Regions from separate parts of the Sus scrofa genome. Here all the other regions are linked to region 3. The links are chromatin contacts, called in public Hi-C maps. All regions are on one chromosome and are shown on one strand. Each heading gives the region's core, a stretch centred on a gene start, on an enhancer-like site or on the middle of the called end of the contact. The rest is flanking DNA. Distances are from core to core; before and after follow the strand shown.

The links. A called contact is a pair of places that touch in the nucleus more often than the background predicts.
Region 1: a Hi-C map of embryonic fibroblasts shows a contact between it and region 3, with 2.5 times the contacts expected there. The contact joins the enhancer-like site here to the promoter of SLC22A5 in region 3. A contact is called at or near these places in 2 of 5 promoter capture datasets (fetal liver and fetal skeletal muscle), 1 of 47 Hi-C or Micro-C datasets (embryonic fibroblasts) and 2 of 2 datasets of contacts at active chromatin or transcription factors (alveolar macrophages and skeletal muscle).
Region 2: a contact with region 3 is called in a Hi-C map of liver, with 5 times the contacts expected there. The contact joins the promoter of SLC22A4 here to the promoter of SLC22A5 in region 3. A contact is called at or near these places in 3 of 47 Hi-C or Micro-C datasets (blood, liver and omental adipose tissue).

Annotation. Positions count from the first base shown.
Region 1 is chr2:134,541,926-134,545,512 of Sscrofa11.1, forward strand. All of the region lies in intron 3 of P4HA2 (prolyl 4-hydroxylase subunit alpha-2), which reads right to left. Among named protein-coding and RNA genes, the nearest start is that of PDLIM4, 12 kb to the right of the region's middle. Within about 2 kb of position 1,571, at least 36 of the 83 cell types and tissues checked have an H3K27ac peak or open chromatin away from gene starts, as enhancers often do. A contact at or near this core is called in embryonic fibroblasts, where this site is marked.
Region 2 is chr2:134,594,056-134,597,844 of Sscrofa11.1, forward strand. SLC22A4 (solute carrier family 22 member 4) reads left to right here and starts at 1,731. Exons shown (of 10, transcript NM_001145752.1): 1 at 1,731-2,123. The coding sequence starts at 1,731. P4HA2 (prolyl 4-hydroxylase subunit alpha-2) reads right to left here and starts at 1,389. Exons shown (of 18, transcript XM_021085438.1): 1 at 1,262-1,389; 2 at 702-941.
Region 3 is chr2:134,659,424-134,663,153 of Sscrofa11.1, forward strand. It overlaps SLC22A5 (solute carrier family 22 member 5), which reads left to right and starts at 1,373. Exons shown (of 14, transcript XM_021085423.1): 1 at 1,373-1,926. The coding sequence starts at 1,534. LOC102157444 (a long non-coding RNA gene) reads right to left here and starts at 1,236. Exons shown (of 4, transcript XR_001307200.2): 1 at 920-1,236.

The DNA.
Region 1 (3,587 bases), core at 321-2,820, 120 kb before region 3:
GTAACCCTACCCCAGTCAAATTGTGCAAATTCTGTCCTGGGGCTCCACATCACAGACATTGTAGATTTGCATATTCATTACTGCTTACCATTAGATGGAAATAAAGTGAATTAAAAACGGGTATTCATGGAGTTCCCTGATGGCCTAGTGGATTAAGGATCTGGTGTTGTCACTGCTGTGGCTCAGGTTGCTGCTGTGGTGCAGGTTCCATCCCTGGACGGGGAACTTCTGCATGCCCAGGGTGTGCCGCCCCCCCCCAAAAATTTTATTCTTTGCTAATTTGAACAAAATTGCCTTATGATTTAGTACATCTACCGCCCCATAACCACAGGAGTCTGAGTTCCACATGTGGATGAGGCCTCAAGGATCTCCACCGCTCCTGAAGGCTCTCTCCTGCCTTCAACGGTCCTGCCTGTATCAGCTCTGGTTATGGCTCTGACTCTACCCCAGTCCCTCGAGTCGACGCCATCATCTGAACTTGCTGGTGAGCCCAGTCCTCTGCCCTGAGGGACACAGCCCAGGACTCTGACCCACCACCAGGACACCAGGGTGCCCATTCCTCTGGAGGCCCTGACTACCCCACACCACATCAAACATCCTCCAGTACACCTGCATCACACATAAGCACATTTTATACCGACCCAGTAAGAATATGGCCGAGAGGCAGTGAACTAGTTTCCATGACAAAGTTACATATGCTAGTGTTTAGTGTGTGTGTACATAGTTTCTGTGGTTTTCTACATTTTGTTCCTGTCTCTGACATTCGCTTAAACCTTTGAGAAGCTTGATGACCCCTGTGCCTCTAGTGCTCAAAGACAGAATGACTTGGCCAGGGGCTTCGGTGGGAGCATCCTTACCCACGTGACACACAGGCCCACGTGCACTCGCACATGTGCACACAGGGATATGCATGCACAAGCTTGTGGGACCTGGCTTCTCATGTGAGGAGGAGGAGGTTCTGTGCTCTGTTCTCTGGTTCTTCCCTTAACCTTGACTCTGTCTCACAACGTGATGTTAACTTTTAACCAGAATCTGACTTTATCCCTGACCATGAACCAGCCAGCTGAGGCTTGGAATCAGAAAGATGTCCACCTCCATCATCTGCAGGAATCACACCCCCAAGGGGAGCAAGGATGGCTTGGGAAGAGCATCTCCCTGGCTGAAGAGGGAGTGATCCATGTGGTAAAGGTGGAGAGATGGCTTTCCTACAGGGTCTGAGCCATCGGACACTATCGTGTGTCTCTAGTCTTGAAGGTGAGCTTTACTCTCTCACCCCAAAAGCCACTCAACATCTCTAGGCCAGGCTGACCCAAAGCCCTCATCAAGTCCTTGGATTTCCTCTTCATTCCACCCCAGTAGCCATCTATGTCTCTGGGCCAAGGCTCATGGCGTCTCAAAATTTTGTGGGCAAATTCTGCTGTTCTGGTCCTGCCCAGAGAGTTGTAGCTGCAAAAATAAGGATGGCCAGCAGAGGGCGCATGGAGCCCACCGTGGGCCACTCTGTTTAAGGAGCAATACCAGCTTTGCTCAAAATACTCCTCAGCCCTACCCCTCCAATCTGCCAAGGTTTAGCTGGGACCTTTGCCTAGAGCTGTGTAAACACAGCAACTGGGCAGATGGAGATGTTTTCCAGGCCCTAAGGGAATGACTCCAGTACTGGGACCTCTAGTGGTAGGAAAGGCAGGGAGTTTGTTAGGAGGATCCCAAACCCTTTACTCAGCGGTGGGTGACCAGGGCCCTCTAAAGCCAGTTACCTTTTTGTTTTTGTTTTTGTTTTCCTTTTTAGGGCCTCACTCCCGGCACATGGAAGTTCCTAGACCAGGGATCGGATTGGAGCTACAGTGTCTGGCCACAGCCACAGCAACACGGGATCCTAGCTACTACATCTGCTACCTACACCACAATTCACAGCAACAGATCCTTAACCCACTAAGAGAGGCCCTGGATCGAACTCACCTCCTCATGGGTACTAGTGGAGTTCATTATCACTGAACCACAACAGGAACTGCCAACAGCCAGTTAAACTTATTGTAGCTTTGGAAGAGCCTCAGGCCATAGGAGCCATCAGACCTGAAGAAAAACTAAGGGCTAGTAGTGCAGTGAATTTGTATAAGGAGATGAGGGTGGGAGTTCTGGTCGCGGCTCAGCAGAAACGAATCTGACTAGCATCCCTAAGGATACAGGTTTGATCCCTGGCCTTGCTCAGTGGGCTAAGGAGCCAGCATTGCCGTGAGCTGTGGTGTAGATTGCAGATGCAGCTTGGATCCTGTGTTGCTGTGGCTGTGGCTGTAGGCAGCTGCTGCAGCTCTGATTTGACCAGTCTGGGAACCCCCGTATGCTGTGGGTGTAGCCCTAAAAAGACAAAAAAAAAAAAAAAAACAATGAGAAGAAGAAGATGGGGGAGGCCACTGACAGGACTCTGAATATACCTAGAATATCATGGCTTCAGTTGAGATGAGCCCTTTGAGGAGAGGAACAAGAGGAGAGGGATTGCGCAGTCCTCACCCACATGCCTGTGATGTTCTGAGCTGCTTCTGTAACAGGGCGGCTAATGGATGCAGCACTTTCCTTGTACCAAGCGTAGCCTAACACTTGGCAAATGACATCCATGTTGGACAGCCTCTGCTTGCTCCTTCAGATCCCTGTCTCTCTCCCTTCCCCGGCTCTGTGCCCCTGTGCTGACCTGTATGGATGCCACCAACAGGTGCTCCTGCTCCATCTTTTTTTTTTTTTTGCTTTTTGGGGTCGTATCCACAGCATATGGAAGTTCCCAGGCTAGGGCTCAAATCAGAGCTACAACTGCCAGCCTACACCACAGCAACAGCCATGTGGGATCTGAGCCGAGCCTGCGCCTACACCACAGCTCACAGCAATACTGGATTCCTGATCCACTGAGATGCCAGGGATCAAACCCACATCCCAGTTAGACTCGTTTCCACTGCACCACAACACAAACTGCCCCAGCTCTGTGACTTTTGATTGGGTTCAACCAATGGGGAGTTCCAGGAAAAGATGGACCAGAGGGAGGAAATGGACTTAGGGGAAGTTGCCTGCAATCTACACCCCAGAGCCTGGCTCAGGGACCTACGTAGCCTCAGGACAGTCTTTGAGCTGCCCTGGCCAAACTGAGGGGCAGCCAGGCCCACCTGCTCTAAATAGGCTTTCATGTTAGGTCACTCAGCCAAAGGCCTCAGAAGCCTTCTGCACCTTCCCTTACTCATGTGCAGTCAGTCAATAAAGATTTGCCGACGCCCACTCTATGCCTAGTCCTAGGACACAGAGATGAGACTAACAAAAGCCCTGCTCTGCAGACTCTAAGGGGTTTTTTGGCCAGGGGAGGGCGGGGCCAGGTATGCAGATGAGGAAAGTGACCGTGGTTCCCAGGGCTGAGGGAACCTACAGAAGGGGCATCTCCTCTGCTGAGGGACCAGGCGAGGGTGTGGGGTTTGGGCCTCCCCAAGTCATGAGCCAGGGGGACAGTGGGAACTCTGGCAGACAGAAGCAAAGGCTGGGGTAGAGGGATGGCTGATTTCCATGGAAGCCTGTGGTAACCAGACAGGACTTCGTTCCACCCACTGGAAAGCCAG
Region 2 (3,789 bases), core at 481-2,980, 65 kb before region 3:
CTCCTTTCCTTGGGCTCACTCAAAATTAAATGATCTCCATAAAAATTCTTATCTCAGGCTTTGATTTTTTACTGGGGGAAAGGGGGAAGGAAGAAATCCAAGCTAAGTAAGACAATGACATGAAACACTGTTCAAAGAAGGATACTTCTGAAAGTAAAGGGAAGCACTATTAATAATTCCACCGCACTAATAGGCATATCAGAGCTGTCCTGGCACATCTGGGCATATGGTCTTATTATATGTAAAGAAACTGAGTTCCAAGGGGGTGGGAAGCCAGCCTAAAACTGGAGACTACAAAAAATGAGGCAGAAAAAGTCTCCTGCCTCTTAACCAGGGCCGGGAGAAGCAAACACTTGTGCAAAATCTCCAAAGAGGTAGGCCCTTCAGTCCATCAATTCCTTCTGCCTCAGGAACCCCAGGATTCCCAGTGCAGGCCCAGGCTAATTCACCCAAAAGCAGAGGGGCCTTAGGCCTGGACACTAGCAGGCTGGTCCCTGTTCTGGTTGCCCTGCCAGAGTTGGGCAGCAAAGTGAACCTTCTCCTCTTTCCTTCCTCCCTCCCTCTGCTCCTGGACTGGGGGTGTTCCCTTTGGCAAACCAGAGGCCATCCAGTCCAAAAAGACTCTAGCAGCCAGCCCCAATGAAAAGCCCTACGGGATCAAAATCAGAGCCCAGGAGTGGTAACAGATGGGCCTCCATTACCGTGCTCTCACAAGGGGCCAAGCTCCCTGTAGAATCTTCTCCAGAGGCCTCAACAGGATTCTGGGGCAACCTGGTCGTCCCTGCGCCCAGCTCCTCTTGGTCACAGCTTATCACTGACGCAGTGTGGCCTTGTTCATCCCTTCTGGGCTCTGAGCCTGTTCCCCCTTTCCAAGGTGAGGCTCCTGGCTGTCCTCGGGACTCTTCTTCAGGCGCCGCCAGCAGGTGACTGAATCTCCAGACCTAGGATGGGGGTGGGGGTGGAAACAGCTCCTCGTGGGTCCTCTGGTGCCGGCCACTTGCGCGGCGGTGGGTCAAAGGAGGGGGCGTGCTCCTGTCACCCTTGCGCCCGCAGAACTTTCCCGGGAGCCCGGATCCCACGGACTCGCCCGTCTGCACCCCGCCCGAGGCCCACTGACCTCAGACTCCGGGTTGAAGACCTCCTACCCCCGGCCGAGGCCTCACGCAAAGCCGACAGAGAAGGCCGAGGCCGTTCCTCTCAAAGACCTTGCTCTCCGGCCTCGGCTCTTGGCCCTCGCCTGCTCTCCCCTGTAAGACCCAACCTGGCGGCCGAAGGCGGCGCGCTCAGCATTGAGGGTGCACAAGCGGCGCTGGGGGCTCAGGAGCCGGACCCCCTCTCCGATAGCTGGCGGCGGGGCTGACCTTCCACCCTCAGTGGGATGTACCGCGGGGTCGCCGGGGGCGGGGGTTGGAGCATGGGCGTGGCCACCCAAAGCCCCACCCCATCCCGCCCCACCGCCCCGCCCTGCCCCGCCCCGGCCGGGGTGGGGGTGTGGTCCTGAGTTTCTGCAAGGCTTCAGCTTTGCGTCCAGCTCCAGGGAGTCTTCTAACGCCGGCTCCCCGTTTCCCGGGATCTGTCCCGGCCCCGCGCCCCACTTTCCCTCAGCGTGCCTGGCCCGCGAGAACATTCTGACGCCCTCGGGGAACGCCCTCGACCGACCGCGCAACACTGTCCGAGCAACGCTCTTTATTACCCCTTATTGCCACCTGCAGAGCAGCGGCAGAAAGAGCATGCGGGACTACGACGAGGTGACCGCCTTCCTGGGCAAGTGGGGGCCCTTCCAGCGCCTCATCTTCTTCTTGCTCAGCGCCAGCATCATCCCCAACGGCTTCAACGGGATGTCAGTCGTGTTCCTGGCGGGGACCCCGGAGCACCACTGCCGAGTGCCAGACACCGCGAACCTGAGCAGCGCTTGGCGCAACCACAGTCTCCCGCTGCGGCTGCAGGACGGCCGCGAGGTGCCTCACAGCTGCCGTCGCTACCGGCTCGAGACGATTGTCAACTTGTCGGCGCTCGGGCTGGAGCCGGGGCGCGACGTGGACCTGGAGCAGCTGGAGCAGGAGGACTGCCTGGATGGCTGGGAGTTCAGCCAGGACGTCTATTTGTCCACCATCGTGACCGAGGTGGGTGTGCGAGCGACCCTTCATCTGCATCCAACCCCCTGCAGACACCTTAGCAGTTCCTGGGTCAGCGTCTCCAACTCCTCATTAAACCTGGCTAACAGTCACCTGGGTTATACTTCTAAAACAGGTGTGAAACCCCGGATAGTAGAACTCAGACTCATTCCTGATCAGTATGTCTAGTACAGAGGGGAAGGGGAAAGGAGGCAGCTGTCAACTGCCTTTTCCTTTGGCAGTTTCACCAAAGACCAAGTTGTTTCCCAAGAACCTAGATACTGCCAGGCCTAGGCTCCCCAGATGTACAGTCTGAATCAAGTTCCTGCCACAAACATAAGAAGGGATGTGGGGGAGGCTGCTGAGCCCATGTGCAGACACAAGAGCCTTGCTGCTGGGCAGAGCATGGGCAGATCTGGTGTGTTCCCTGGCTGTAGACCTCTGAAAGCATCTGGGGGCCTCCTGCTCTGTCATACAGCTATGGTGAGGCTTGGGTCCTATCCTGAGGCTCCAGTGTCTCTGAAAAGGAGCAGAAGGCCTCTTGATACTGGGGGAGTACAGGGAACTAGAAGAGGCACAACCCTAGCCCCAGGGCACTCATGAAGAGTGATTCACAGAGACCCTAAGAGCATAGGGCCCAGTGGTGGTCAGGAATTCCAGCTATGCTTTTAGCCCCTTAACATCCTAGGTGGTTTGGTGGCAGGATTTCTAAGTTTCAGGAGCCAGTGCACCTCTAGATCCCCCCAGCATTGGCACCATGCCTACCATGGGCCCTGAGGTGGCCTGCTTCTATGGCTTTGATCATCATGCTTGCCCACCCTCTGCCCACAGCCTTGTCCTGGGATGTCTAAAACGATGTGCCAGCTCAACCTACCTCAGTTCCCGGAAGTGTCCTCAGCATCTGAATTGGAGCTGGCCCTACTGGCTGCAGCCCTCCTTGACAGCAGCATTGGCCAGTCTCTTTCCCCTTCCTCACTGGTTTTATTCACCTCAGGGTGTGAGGGGTGAGCAGCTCCTAGCTTACAGATCCATAGCTCTCCTGTTATGCCCTGCTCACAGGGGCCTGCGGACACCTCTGGGCGTGCACATCATCACACACTCACACATATGTGGTTTTCAGCGGCCTTTCCCTTCCTTGTTTCATTTTTGGGTGTTGGGAGCAAAATAAAAGGCAAAGGGGCAGTGATGTTTGGGAGGAAGGAGAGAAGTATGAAAGTGAGTAGGGTGGGTGATCACCTCAGAGAAGTGGTGGCACAAGGAGGTGTTCTGGAGTCAGAGGGGTGGGCCAGTTCTGACCCCACCCCTAAGCACTGGCTGACTTGAGCAGGTTACATCACTGCTCAAAGCCTCAGCTTCCTTGTTTATCAAAGAGAATACAAGCAAATGAGAAGATGCTCAGCATCACTCATCATTATGGAATGTAAATCAAAACCGCAATGAGATACCACCTCATACCCATTAGATTGGCTGCTTTTAAAAAAAAAAACGGAAAAATAACAAACAAGGATGTGGAGAAGTTGGAACACTTGTGCAGTGTTGGTGGAAATGTAAAATGGTATAGCTACTATGGAAAACAGTATGGCAGTCTCAGAAATTGTAAAATAGAAATTCCATATGGTCCAGCATTATCACTTCCAAGCATATACCCAAAAGAATTGAAAGCAGGGTCCGGAAA
Region 3 (3,730 bases), core at 123-2,622:
TAAAACATGCTGGTAAGCTTAGCTTCCCATTCTCTATTTTCAAAGTGAAAATATTAGTTTACCTAACAGATTACACTTAAAAGTGTACATTTAGAAGACTATTATTATAAAAAGGAGCCACTCTTACTATAAAAAGGAAAATCCTTCAATGTTAAATTTAGCAACCCTAATTCTTAAAGGCCTTGGAACAGTGTTGTCCAATAAGAGAGCTCACAAGCTACATGTGGCCACTAAGCTCTTAAAGTATGGCTAATCTGAATTGAAATGTGCTATAAAATACACAGTGGATTCTTAAGATTTAGTATGAAAATTCTCTAAATATAAGATCGATGGTTTATTAACGTAAGAATATAAAACATTTCAGTAATTTCTAGATTACATGACGAAATAATAATGTTATGAACATATAAATTAACATATTAAAATTAATTTCATTCATTTCTTTTGACTTTATTATGTAGGGCTGCCCTACACAATACATTTGAACTTCGTATGTTCCCTGCATATATTTTATCACTATAAAATAATCCGTTGTTTATCAGAAATTCAAATTTTCACTAGTTGTCTTATACTTTGGTTTACTAAACGCGGCACCTTTACTAATATGACCACTAAAACACTTTATATTCTATGGGACAGTGAAGTTTGAGAATCACCTAGTTGCTTTTTTTCCCCCCATAACCCTTCAACTCTTAACTCTGTGCAGAAATAACTAATCTAAGGGAAACACTTAATCCTAGGCTGGGATCGTCAATAATCCTGAAGTTAAAATTTTACATTGGTTTGAACAGGTTAAAGGACAACAAAAGGGCTTGTTCGCGACCAAAATGGAAAGGGCATTTGGGTTAGTCATTGCTTCCAGTCTCTCCATGCGAGTAATTAACGGTTCCGGTTTCAACATAACCCTTCTCACTCTTACCAAGATGAGCGGTGTCAAAGGCAGTAAACTAGCAGTGCGACCGTGGGCTAGTCCCAGTCCGCCTTCAGACCTCCGTTAAGAGGGGTAGGGGGCGGGCGGAATTTGTACTACTCCAGCCTTCCGCCGCCTGGCCCACTCTGGCTCTTGCCCGGCTCCGGGCTGGGCCAACGAGCTGGGTCTCAGACGCCTCCCAGGCCCCAGGTCTTGCTGCCTCCCTCAGCGGAGCCAAAGCTCCTTCGGCTGTAACTCCGGGCCTACTAGGGTCTGCCCTGACCCGTCCACGCCGGGACCGCGGCTCGGCCCGAGACTGTGCGCGCGGCGGGCGGCCCGGGCCCGCCCACCGTCGTCACGTGTGGCCCCGCCCCGCCGTTGGGCTCGGCGGGATTGGCAGCTTAGGCCCAGAGCCCGCCCCAGCCTCGCTGTCTATGTAAGGCCGGTCTCTCCCGTGAGGCCGCGGTGGCGGCGGGAGCTCAAGAGCCTGCTCAGTCTGCGAGCGGTCCCTCAGGAAGGCTTCCCTGTGGGGACCCGACGCGCACGCGCACACCTAGCCCCGCCCCTGCGCGCCGCCGCGTCTTCTGACCCAGGGCCGCGCGCCACGGGCAGCGGAGGGCGGCATGCGGGACTACGACGAGATGACCGCCTTCCTGGGCGAGTGGGGGCCCTTCCAGCGCCTCATCTTCTTCTTGCTCAGCGCCAGCATCATCCCCAACGGCTTCAACGGCCTGTCTGCCGTTTTCCTCACTGCGACCCCGGAGCACCGCTGCCGAGTGCCAGACACCGCGAACCTGAGCAGCGCTTGGCGCAACCACAGTCTCCCGCTGCGGCTGCAGGACGGCCGCGAGGTGCCTCACAGCTGCCGTCGCTACCGGCTCGAGACGATTGTCAACTTCTCGGCTCTAGGGCTGGAGCCTGGGCGCGACGTGGACCTAGAGCAGGTGGAACAAGAGGGCTGCCTGAATGGGTGGGAGTTCAGCCAGGACATCTACTTGTCCACCATCGTGACTGAGGTGGGTACCAGCCCCGTGCGGGAGCCTGGGACCGGGGAGTAGAGAGGACCTTCGCAGTCTTTAAGGTCGCACACTCCACCCGCCAAGGTGTGCGCTGTCACTCCCTCTCCACAGACTTACTACACACTGGTGATGGGCATCCTCCAGCCAGGTGACTCGGGAGCACTTTGCACGGTCACTTCCAGCCAGATCTTGGCCGTCGCAGCACGGATGTCCGTGCTGGCCACCCATCGTGTTGGCTACCTTGACGAGGAAGCCAAGAAGGCCCTGGCGACTCCTGGTAGATACTCCAAGGTTTTAAGTAGTTAAAGACTTACTCTAGATGGGTGTGGGAATGCTGAAGACCAGAGCTAGAGCTTGGGCCAAGGAGCTGACACCGTTTTTTCCTCCAGCCTCTTAGCATCTGCTCAGAAAGAGAGGAAATACCCACCCCTTTACTTTCTTGAACTTGTAAAGTTAAAGGAAGCATGTCTATAAAACTGTCTCTTGCTCCTTTCTCCAGTTACTCCTTCCCCACCCACCTTCACCCCAAAATGACTGGTCCTTACCCAGGGAACTGTTTACCTTTTGTTCATAGTTAATCATTAGTTTTTTAGAATTCCTGCATCTAAAGATCCATTCAGGGGGACACCTTGACCTGGAATGTTTTGGATATTTTAAGGAAAAGTCATTGGGCTGATTAAGTTAAAGCATAACAACTTTAGTTCATAGAAGCAGAGGGAAAACCTTTCTCATTCCCCAGCTCCTTGGATTTTCCTTTTGGGTGACCTTGTTTATCCCCTGGTGACCTTGCAGTTATTAGAGCTGGATGTATGACCTGAGGTTTATGGATGCATGTAGATAAGCTTTGCATCTTACTCAGACACTGGCCCTCTAACTCCCTGCAGTTTCAGCAGAATTGAGCAAGCAGGTCACTGAAAAGGGTCCTCCTAGATAGGCTCTGGGGTGCCCAAGTTCACTGAGTGCCAGGATCAGGGAGTTGAGGCTTAGGGAAGGCTTCTTGGAGGAGGAGACGTCTCAGTGAGTCTTTGATGTTTAGCTCATCAGACGCAAAGTCTGGAACAGCAAGAAACAACCTGGCAGGAGGGCAGAGTTCACAGGGAGGGGGCTGAAGGGAAGGATGTACATGTCCCTGCTTGAGCCTCAGAGTGGCTTACATGAGTTATGGAAACCCTGTGTGTGTTGCTTCTGGGGGTTGTCACCCTTCAAAGGAGTCTGAGCACTGCCCCCAAGAGACACGCGCGCGCGCCTGTGGGGTGATTTTGTATATTTGACTTTTGCTGTCCCCAGCATCTGTGCCCCCTTACTCCACATATATGTAGTACGAGCATGACAGGAGCCTCACTGGGCTCTCTCAGCGAAGGACATCACTCAAGTGTCTTGAGGCATTGCTACTTGAGAAAAGAGGCACTCATTAGAGCTAGCTGACCATGATTTGTGGCCAAAGAGGGCATGGAGTACTCAAACTTCCCATCGTCAGAGTTACCTGGTGGCCTAGTAGTTAAAGATCCAGCCTTGTCACTGCTGTGATGCCAGTTCAATACCTAGCCTGGGAACTTCTGCATATCCCGAGCATGACCCTTCTGCAAAAAAAAAAAAAAAAATTCCAGTCATCACAAATCCTCCGACCTAGCCTCACAAGCACATCTATCACTGTGTTGGAAGTCAGAGCTGTGAAAGCACAGGCTGTCCCTCAGATTGCAGATAGAAACCACAGAGGGGAAGCCATAATCCATGGCTAAGGGATTTCTGAAAATTCTGCTTCTGGCTGCCAATGGAAGGAAGAGGCAAGGAAATCAGAAGC